3 separate regions of the Mus musculus genome follow, and all the other regions are linked to region 1. A link is a contact called in public HiCAR-type and HiChIP or PLAC-seq data. All regions are on one chromosome and are shown on one strand. The core of a region is the stretch at or near the end of the contact, and the rest is flanking DNA. Distances in the headings are between cores, read along the strand shown. Region 1 holds the start of 4930583K01Rik (RIKEN cDNA 4930583K01 gene). Region 2 has its middle 49 kb from the start of Gm46018. Region 3 holds the start of Plekha7 (pleckstrin homology domain containing, family A member 7).

Region 1 (2,813 bases), core at 309-2,808:
ACTGCTGCAACACTGAACTACTTTCCAGCTCCATTATTGATTTTTTTTTTTTTACAGTAGGTTGGTGACCAGGCCTGGGTCTGGCCAATTCCTTGTGGGAATTTCTGTCTTGAGTCAAAGATCGTATTTTTCAGAAGACTTTCCCCCCACTTCTTCTGCAATGGTGGGCAATGTGGGTGGCAGAAAGAGAAAAAAAATCATTTGATTGTCTTTTGGAATAGCAGGATCCTCCTTCATTGACGGATTTGTGGGCATACTCAGGATCAGATGGTGGAAAAATGTAAGGGATATACTCATAGGGAGATATCGCCTGATAATTAAGTACTTTAGTGATAGTTTTATTTCTTGGGGGTTGGGTAGGCAGTGTCCCATGTAGGCCAGGTTTGCGGAAGGTGAGCCTGAACAACTTCCGGTTTCCATTTCTTGAATGCTAGGGTTACAGACACATCGTCATGCTGCATTTATGGGGTGCTGGGGATGGAACCCAGTGATTCGTGCTTGCTCCTGCTTTGAGCATTCTACTTTCTGAGCCATGTCCTTGGTAACAATTTTGAATTACTTAAGTGATGTATACATACTTCTCTTGTGAGGCAAAACGATGGATGGCCTAAAAACTTTATGTGGAAAAGGTTTAAATACTTGCTTGATGTGTATCTCGGCTATTTTTAAAGTTGAGCCTGCAGCTAGGGAGATAGCTCAGTCATTAAAGTGCTTGCCCCGCACACACGAGAAACCACCTGAAAAAAAGCCAGAAATGGTGTCACCGTTTGTAAAGCCAGCGTTGAGGAAACAGAAGATTCGTGGGGCTCTCTGGCCAGCTAGTGAGAGAGAGACCTTGCCTCAAAATACATGGTAGCTGGAGGCTTATGAGCAACACTTGAGGTTGTTCTCTGTACTTCACATGTAAACACGCACACAAAGGAGTATATTGCGTTCACATAATGTGCCCAGTGCTTTATCGAATTCTTTCAGGAGAGTGTGGGTAACAGGCCTCTTACTACTAGAAGGAACCAGATTACAGAGCACAGTTCATGGGGCAGGAAGCAGGCGTTGTTTTTCACTTTTGGAAAATATGTACCAGGACTGCATGACATTTCAGGTAGGGGTTGAAAAGGTGTCGCTTTCACTTCCCCTTCCTCGATTTTACTATTCTGACTTTTTCCCTTAAGACGGTGGCAGGCAGGTGGACGCACGTGAGCGCCAAGGGCACATCTGTGTGCGCGCATTAGCGCTCAAGGGCACGCTCCCCCTCCTGTCCTCCATTGGACGCCTGTTCACACCTGACTGCCGGTCCTCCGAGTGTATGGGAGGGCGTGTGTGGACCCGGGGTGGAGATCCCCTCTCCCATGATGCCCCGCGACGAGTCCACATTGCTCTCTACCACCCGCAGACAGAGCTGCTGCTCAGGAGGCCCAGGGAGGTCCGCTCGGGTCCCTGCTCTCCAGTAGTTCTCGCCTTCTCCTCAAAGCCCCACCCCTTTTAGCTACGCGAACGCGGACCTCGCCTTGAAGTCTAGGCTCTCAGAACTCCAGTGCCTCTCGAGCAGGTCCCGCCTTTTGACTTTCGCCCCTCCCCTCTCCAGGTTCAGCAGCCACAGACCACGCCCCAACTAGTCCCGCCCTTCTTCTCCAGGCTTGGGGCGCGCCGGCACCGCCCCTCCTAGGTGACCCTACCCCTGTCATAAGCCCCGCCTCTAGTCCATATTCTGTGACCAATAGCCCCGCCTTTCACCCCGAGCCCCGCCCCTCTCCAGGCTCCTAGGGCGCCGGCACCGCCCCTCGCTCCCAGCATGCCGTGCGGCAGCGGCGGCGCGGCGGGCGGAGCCGGGAGGCGGGGAAGCCGTGGCCGTGTGAGCGTGAGGAGCCGCCGCCACCGCCTCCTCGCTGTCCTCGTCCTCCTGGGCCCCAGCGTCGCGGGCCGCGCGCTGCCCTGGAAGAGACGTCGCCTCGCCTGCCTCCGCCTCCCCCTCGCCGCGCCGCTCCCGCCTCCTGCTCCTGCGTTGCGGGCTCCAGCGGAACCCGGAACGGCCGTCCGCCTCCCCCGCCCTCCGCCGCCCCCTCCGCGGCTTCCTCCTCAGCCCCGGGCCAGATCGCAGTGTCGGCGGCGGCCGGTTCAGGCGGCGACTCGCGCTTCTTCGGGCGGCGGCGCTTGGCCATGTCGTGTCGGGGAAGGTAATGAGCCGCAGAGCCCCGGGGTCTCGGCTGAGCAGCGGCGGCGGCGGCACCAAGTACCCGCGGAGCTGGAATGACTGGCAACCCAGGTGGGTGACCGCGTCGAGCCTCGCCTGGAGCTGGCCGAGGCCTAGGCCCGCGGGACTGGGAGGCGCGGCCTAGGCCCGCGGTCCCTGGAGCCGGGCGCGGCTTCCTGGGTGTCCTCCGGGCCTGGTCCGGCAGGAAAGCTGCGGGCAGCGGAGGCCTCTGTGCCCGGCTGGCCGCCTCAGCCGGATGGCTGGAGCAGTGGCTCTGAGCTTGGGTGGAGGAGGACGTTCCACTGCCGTCTAACTCCAAGTTGAGATTTGAGGTCCAGGAACCCTCCCTGTTACCTATTAACTTCCTCGGCTCCGCGTCCAGTCCTCATGCCAAAGACCACCTTAACTCTGCGTCCTTCTGGACTCCCACGTGTTAATTAATGTATTTTAAAAGCTGAGAACTCTACCGAGGTCTTCCTCTGACTTTAGACAGGATGTTAGTCGACCAAAAGATGAGATTATGGGACTGTGAATGAAATCGACACAATCAGGCACTGGGGCATTTTAAGTTTTCCCCAACTGCAGAAATAGTTTTTCTGGAAACAGTAATTTCCCAGGGCGCTTT
Region 2 (2,812 bases), core at 98-2,597, 1.6 Mb after region 1:
GGTCCCTGAATTTACTCAGCTCCTGATAGTTAGACCCAATTGTGGTAGACACATTTAGGGTCAATCCACTTTGTGAACCTCTGGCCTTGAGTAGACGGGACCTGACATTTGCTTTGAAATGGCTAAGGCAATGGCATCCTGTTCTGACTCCATTTTGTGTTTGCTTTGATAATTCTCAGCCCTTTGCCCCACTCCTGCCTCGGTTATATCCGCCTCGGCAGCACATTTGAGATTTCCATGACCTTGACTCCTAGTATTTACAGAAGTATTTACAAAAATAATCACCAAGTTCGGTCTAAAATAACTGCTGCGCTCTGCCAGGAGTGAATGCTGGAGGATTACTCTGACCCTGGTGGAACTTTGATACATCTCTGTGGTTTTGCCTTTTAAAATGCTAAATCCCTGAAGTTGGGCACCAAGACATTTCTCAGAGACCAAGAGGATTGGAGACAAATAGGACGAGGAGACAAAACAGAACCACCAGTGACAAAATCAAACAACTACAACTACCTGGGTCAAACTTTCTTGTCATGCATTTAATCATTTACATTATTTACACAGTTGGCCAAACATTCACTCAGCAATCCCAAAACCAGATCTCTCATAAGAGGTATAACCAGAATACAGGGTAACCCTACTACTGGCATGCTAGTTTAGTGTAGGAGGACTAAATCAGGAAGAGGGCTTCCAAAAGAACTGGGTCTTCTTTGGACCTAAATCCCTGATCTGGAAAAGAAGCCCTTTCTTTGGGGTGTCTCCTTAGCCAGAAGTCTCCCCTTCCATCAACCGGAACTAGAAACCAGAAACAGAATTTAATTCAGTACCCAGAACTTAATTCAGTACTCTTGAGAGTGTTAAGAGGACTCTGTCTTCCTGTTTGGGAAAATATCTCTCCAGACTCACTGCGAGGAGGGCGGCCCTGGAAAATTTGTCAGGGCCGGCCCCCTCACTACCACCCCACCACCACCACCACCACCTCTGCCTGGCCAGGAATACGGCTCCTCACGGAGCCAGGGGAATCTCCCTGATACCTCCAATGTAATTATGTACCTGAGATAATTACTGACAACCACTCTGATTAAGCAAATTAGGAGTTCTGAGTCCTTAATTAATAGTCCTGTCCTCCCCTCTATCCACCCTTCCACCCTGCCTCCTGGCTCTTGCCTCCCCAGAAGAAAAGTGGAGCTAAAGCTGATTCTGCCGGGTTTTCCGCATTGTGCCACTAGGTGGCAGCCCCTACGTGCTTTTTTTTTTTTTTTTTTTTTTTTTTTGATCCTTGGAGAGTCTACGGCTGTTTGTTCTGGATTCTGCCACTAGGTGGCACTCAATCATTCGTCTTTTTGTTTTTTGTTTTTTGGGGTTGGGGTGGGGTGGAGTGGGATGGGGGGCGGGTAGTCTTTCCTCTCCAGGACAGAGGGAAATTCCAGCCATACCAATCCGATCCTGGAGTCAACTGTCCCTACTACACGTGGAGTTTCGATGAGTCCCACCAACAAGGGAGCTGTGGCAGGTGTTTAGTGGGGTCTTCTCTCATTTAACTTGGTCATAATAGAACTTCCTTTAGTCAATTAAGTTGAGGACCATCGACTCGAAATTCTCACCCCTTTGGTGTATGCGCTAAAAAAAAAATTTCTCCCAAGGAGCTGCGGAGGAATATGGGAAAAGAAAGGCTGCGCACTTACTTTGAGATTAACTGCTCCTCTTCTGAAGTGAAATGACCATCTACCAGTTCCCTGGACAACGCTATCGTGAAGGCAGTCTGGCTCAAGGTTTCATCGGCCCCCACGCGTCCTGATCAGGCAGCTTATATTGATCAGTGGGGCTCTAGTTTAAACCCACCTGTTCAGCTTAAACAGTTTGCTTCTAGGGATTATTCTGCTGTTCTGTGTTCAGTTGGAGCCTCCAGCTTGCCCCCTCACCCATCTCCCTATCCCTACCACCACCACCCCCAAGTCAGTAAACTCGATCCCTCCCTCTCTCCAACCCCCACTCCGGAAAGCCTCTGAGCAGAAGAAAGGCACCCAAGCCCAGTTCCTGACAGCTGTCCCAACCCCGCCCCTGAAGTCGCCAGCCACCTAAGCCCCCCTTCCCCCCCCCCAAAAGATGACCACAACAGGGCACAAGCCCAGCGTGTAGCAGACACGTGATTATCCTTCGCCTACAATCCATAAAAAACTTCCCTGTCACAGCCTGCCCAAGACTTTTTCCGGTCTCACCCACTGAGGCTGGCAAACTCGCATGGGAGTCGTTCCCAAATAAACCTGCCCTTTTTTACTTCTAATTCCGCTTGAATTGACTTATTTCCTTAGCTGAGAAAATCTACTAATTTGGTCTCTAAAAAATTCCTTGTCACTTGTCTCCCAACACCTATCCTGACACCTTAAGAAACCAAGGCTTTCCCCCCCCACCCCCCCACCCCCCACTCTCCCAAGCCCACCTCAGGCCATCTTCTCCGTGTCCTCTACCTCTTCCAGATTCACACACACACACACACACACACACACACACACACACACCTCAGGCCCCTCCTTCCCATCCTGTCCCACCCCACTCTATCCACCCCTGCCCCCACCCCTTCACCCACTTCCCCTTCTGGATCTATACACTCTTTTACTTCCCTCCTGGTGGAGACATCCAATTCCCCAACCTCCCCCTCCCACACCACCTTCTCCACCATTGGCTTTCCACTTGAGGTCCCACCATGCCCCAGACTCTACTCAGACCCCAGCTTCTGTTGTTCCATTGGTGGAGATGCTGTGCCCTCCTGGGGCACAGAGTAGCTATTTAGAGGAGGGTCATCGCCCTTTCCCGA
Region 3 (3,156 bases), core at 508-3,007, 1.9 Mb after region 1:
AGGCCTGCCTGGTCTACAGAGTTCCAGAACAGCCAGGGCTATATACAGAAAAACCTTGTGTCAAAAAAAAAAAAAAAACGGAGAAGAAGAAGAAGAAGAAGAAGGAGAAGGAGAAGGAGAAGGAGAAGGAGAAGGAGAAGGAGAAGGAGAAGGAGAAGGAGAAGGAGAAGGAGAAGGAGAAGGAGAAGGAGAAGGAGAAGGAGAATCATAATGCAGGTAAATATCTGATATACAGAATAGATATCTGACATGCTACCCCAAGGGCTCGCGACCCACAGGTCAAGAAACACCGGGAGAGCTCCGGCTGTGCCCCCTTCAGGGTCCATCCTACTGATCTCTCATTCCAGTGCCCAGTGCAGACAGTTGCACCCTCTTGTGAGACTCCTTAGACCCGCAGCTTTTGTCTCTGCAAGGCTGGCCTGACCCTTGCCCAGCGCCTAGCTTCCGGCTGCTGCTCCGCCCACTTGCAATGTGACAGAGTGTCTGAGTGTTTTGCATTCTTCTGCTCTTCTGCTGCTGAGGAGTTGCAGTTTAAAGGCTGAGGCAGATAGTTCAGGCGCCCAGGTCCTGGAGTTTGGGGCAGACCAAAACCCCTTCTCTTGTCCAACTGACGCAAAAGAGTAAACACACAAACGTCAATTAGGAGCAAATGAGTGAGCTAAGGGTTTCCTTTTACTCTGGGGGGTTCAGGAGCGCTCCCCAAGACCTAAGTAGGTAAAGAGCTCGGCTTGACAGCTCTTCCAAAATGAGAGCAGGGAGATCCAGACCCAGCATTCTCTTTTTTGCCTGTGATCTCTACAGCTTCAGAAGGGGGGGGGGGGGGACGACACGCATTTTTTTTTTTTTAATTTAAAGATTTATTTAATGTATGTGAGTACACTGTTGCTCTCTTCAGACACACCAGGAGAGGGCATCGGATCCCATTACAGATGGTTGTGAGCCACCATGTGGTTGCTGGGATTTGAACCCAGGACCTCTGGAAGAGCAGTCAGTGCTCTTAACTGCTGAGCCATCTCTCCAGCCCCTACCTTTTTGTTTTTTGAGACAGAGTCTCATAGTAACCCGCGCTGCACTGAAACTCTGTCAAGCAGTTCTGTGTCTTCCAACTCTCAGCAATCCTTCTGTTTCAGTTTCCCCAGGCCTGGAATCACAGGCAAGCTTTTCTCCTATTTTACATTAGACTTGGAGGTTGCTCCGGAATCCAGCAGAAACCTGTTCGGTGTTCCTTGTCTAAGAAAGAAGCACACTTCCGGGGTAGGGGGGAGGAGAAGCAGAGGTGTGCAGGTCGCCTGCTTTTCCTGGAGCAAGGGTGTGTGTGTCAAGGGTGGGGGATGGGGGGGGGCTAGACTGTTCCTTCGCCCGCGAGTCTCGGGGACAAAGGCTGCGGGGCCTTGTGCCTTGCTCCGGCCGGCCTTCCACCAGTGAACTTTGGAAGCACCGGCCGTGACCTCGAACTGCGAGTCACCAAGGCTGGGAGCCCACGCTGCACCCACCACAGGGGAACCCAGTAGGGTCGGTCCAAGTCCCTCTTGTCTCAGCCCCTCTCCACTCCTTCCTGCTCTCCCCCTCATTTCTTCCAATGCACCCTTCTCCCTATCCCTCCTCAGATCTTGTCCTCCCCTCCCTATCCCTACCCAACTCCTTGTTCCAACTCCTAGTTACTCCAGCTCCCCGTTTCTCGTCCCTCCCACTCACTCTGTCCAACAACTTGCACCCCTATCTCCTCGCCCCGCCCCTTACCCCGCCCCTTAACCCATCCCCCCCCCTCCCCCGGCCCGGGGCTCAGGCGCTGGGCGAACATGGCGGCTGCGGTCGGGCGGGACACCCTACCTGAGCACTGGTCCTATGGCGTCTGTCGGGACGGCCGCGTCTTCTTCATCAAGTGCGTGAGGGGCGGCGACACCCGGACGGGGTCGTGCGCTGGGGCTGGGGCCGCGGGCGGGCGTGGAGGGCGGCGGCGCTAACAGGTGCACCTCTCCCGTAGTGACCAGCTCCGCTGCACGACCTGGCTGCACCCGCGGACCGGCGAACCGGTCAACTCGGGTCACATGATCCGCTCAGGTGGGCGCTGGGTCGGTGCGGGATGCAGGGTGCGGAGCGGGGTCGCCACGGCTGCGCTAGTTTGACCAACTTTTCTCGCCTTCCCGCAGACTTGCCGCGCGGCTGGGAGGAGGGCTTCACGGAGGAGGGCGCCAGCTTCTTCATCGAGTAAGTGAATCCGCACCGCGGCCGCACCTGCCTTGCTCTCCCGCAGCCTTGGCGGGCTCGGCGCTCGGGGTTTGTTTGCTTGACGGTGGCGGGCTCGGGGGGACGGCTGCGTACGGGGGTTCGCAGCGCCGCAGGGGGCCTGGCCAGGTCCCGCCCGCCGGTGGCCGAGCCTGCAAACTCCAAGGCTCCCCCGGGACACGCCTACCCCGGGGGCCTGCGCTGGGCACAGTGGCGGGTGGCGGGGAGTAGGGCTCGCGTGGGTCGGGAGTGTGGCCTGAGGGCTTGGGCGTGGGGGAGGGGGAAGAGGGGCCCCGACGCTACTCTAGCCGCGCTGGCTGGGCTCGCCGTGGAGAGTTGGAGCGCGACCCGGGCCGCCGCATCCTTGCTTCTCAGGGATGGGATGGGGGTGGGGCTCCCAGGCAGCCAATGATATTCCTGGAACTCTACCCGCGCGTCTTCGGCGGGCGCCGAACGCCGAGGAACGCGGACGATCTGCTCTGCCCGGGCTAGTAGAACGGGAGCTTTGCCGCCTGAGCCTCTGGGCGCTGTCCCAAGTTATTCTTGGTCTGTTGGTCCGCGTGGATCTGATCTCGAAGTTGTAAGGGGACACGAGTGTACAGTCTTCACTTTTCCCAGTCGGGCAAGGTGCCTGTGTTGCAGCGTTCCTCCCTCTGCTTCCTGTGGGTCCTGGGAGTCAGAACTTGCCTTTGATCGTTTGCCCCAGTCAGTCGGTGCCTGGCATAGAGTAGGAGCTCTGTAAATGTTTGTTTATGGAATGAATGAACTAGCCAAAGGTCTGGCGCTCCATGGTTTGACTGGCACTCGGTGTACTGTGCGCGACCGTGACTCAGAATTCATTTCTTCACCAACTTGGAAACAATGTTTAGATCTGGATCAGAATATGTGAAGAAAGTCCCCGAGCCTCCTTTGTCACATGGGACTCTTGTA

The links. HiCAR-type assays count read pairs that join an accessible place to other places. HiChIP or PLAC-seq counts read pairs in DNA pulled down with a chosen protein or histone mark.
Region 2: a HiCAR-type map of astrocytes shows a contact between it and region 1, with 4 times the contacts expected there. The contact joins the enhancer-like site here to the promoter of 4930583K01Rik in region 1. A contact is called at or near these places in 3 of 39 promoter capture datasets (the C10 cell line, hippocampal neurons and pre-B cells) and 2 of 115 datasets of contacts at active chromatin or transcription factors (astrocytes and large pre-B cells).
Region 3: an H3K4me3 HiChIP or PLAC-seq map of pro-B cells shows a contact between it and region 1, with 8 times the contacts expected there. The contact joins the promoter of Plekha7 here to the promoter of 4930583K01Rik in region 1. A contact is called at or near these places in 2 of 39 promoter capture datasets (hippocampal neurons and pre-B cells), 1 of 115 datasets of contacts at active chromatin or transcription factors (pro-B cells) and 1 of 9 other capture datasets (adipose tissue).

Annotation. Positions count from the first base shown.
Region 1 is chr7:118,242,652-118,245,464 of GRCm38.p6, reverse strand. It overlaps 4930583K01Rik (RIKEN cDNA 4930583K01 gene), which reads right to left and starts at 1,558. Exons shown (of 2, transcript NR_027879.1): 1 at 1,500-1,558; 2 at 1-737. Smg1 (SMG1 homolog, phosphatidylinositol 3-kinase-related kinase (C. elegans)) reads left to right here and starts at 1,828. Exons shown (of 63, transcript NM_001031814.1): 1 at 1,828-2,260. The coding sequence starts at 2,175.
Region 2 is chr7:116,607,051-116,609,862 of GRCm38.p6, reverse strand. No RefSeq gene overlaps it. Among named protein-coding and RNA genes, the nearest start is that of Gm46018, 49 kb to the left of the region's middle. Within about 2 kb of position 1,347, at least 37 of the 459 cell types and tissues checked have an H3K27ac peak or open chromatin away from gene starts, as enhancers often do.
Region 3 is chr7:116,306,977-116,310,132 of GRCm38.p6, reverse strand. Plekha7 (pleckstrin homology domain containing, family A member 7) reads left to right here and starts at 1,757. Exons shown (of 27, transcript NM_001305185.1): 1 at 1,757-1,882; 2 at 1,985-2,061; 3 at 2,151-2,208. The coding sequence starts at 1,800.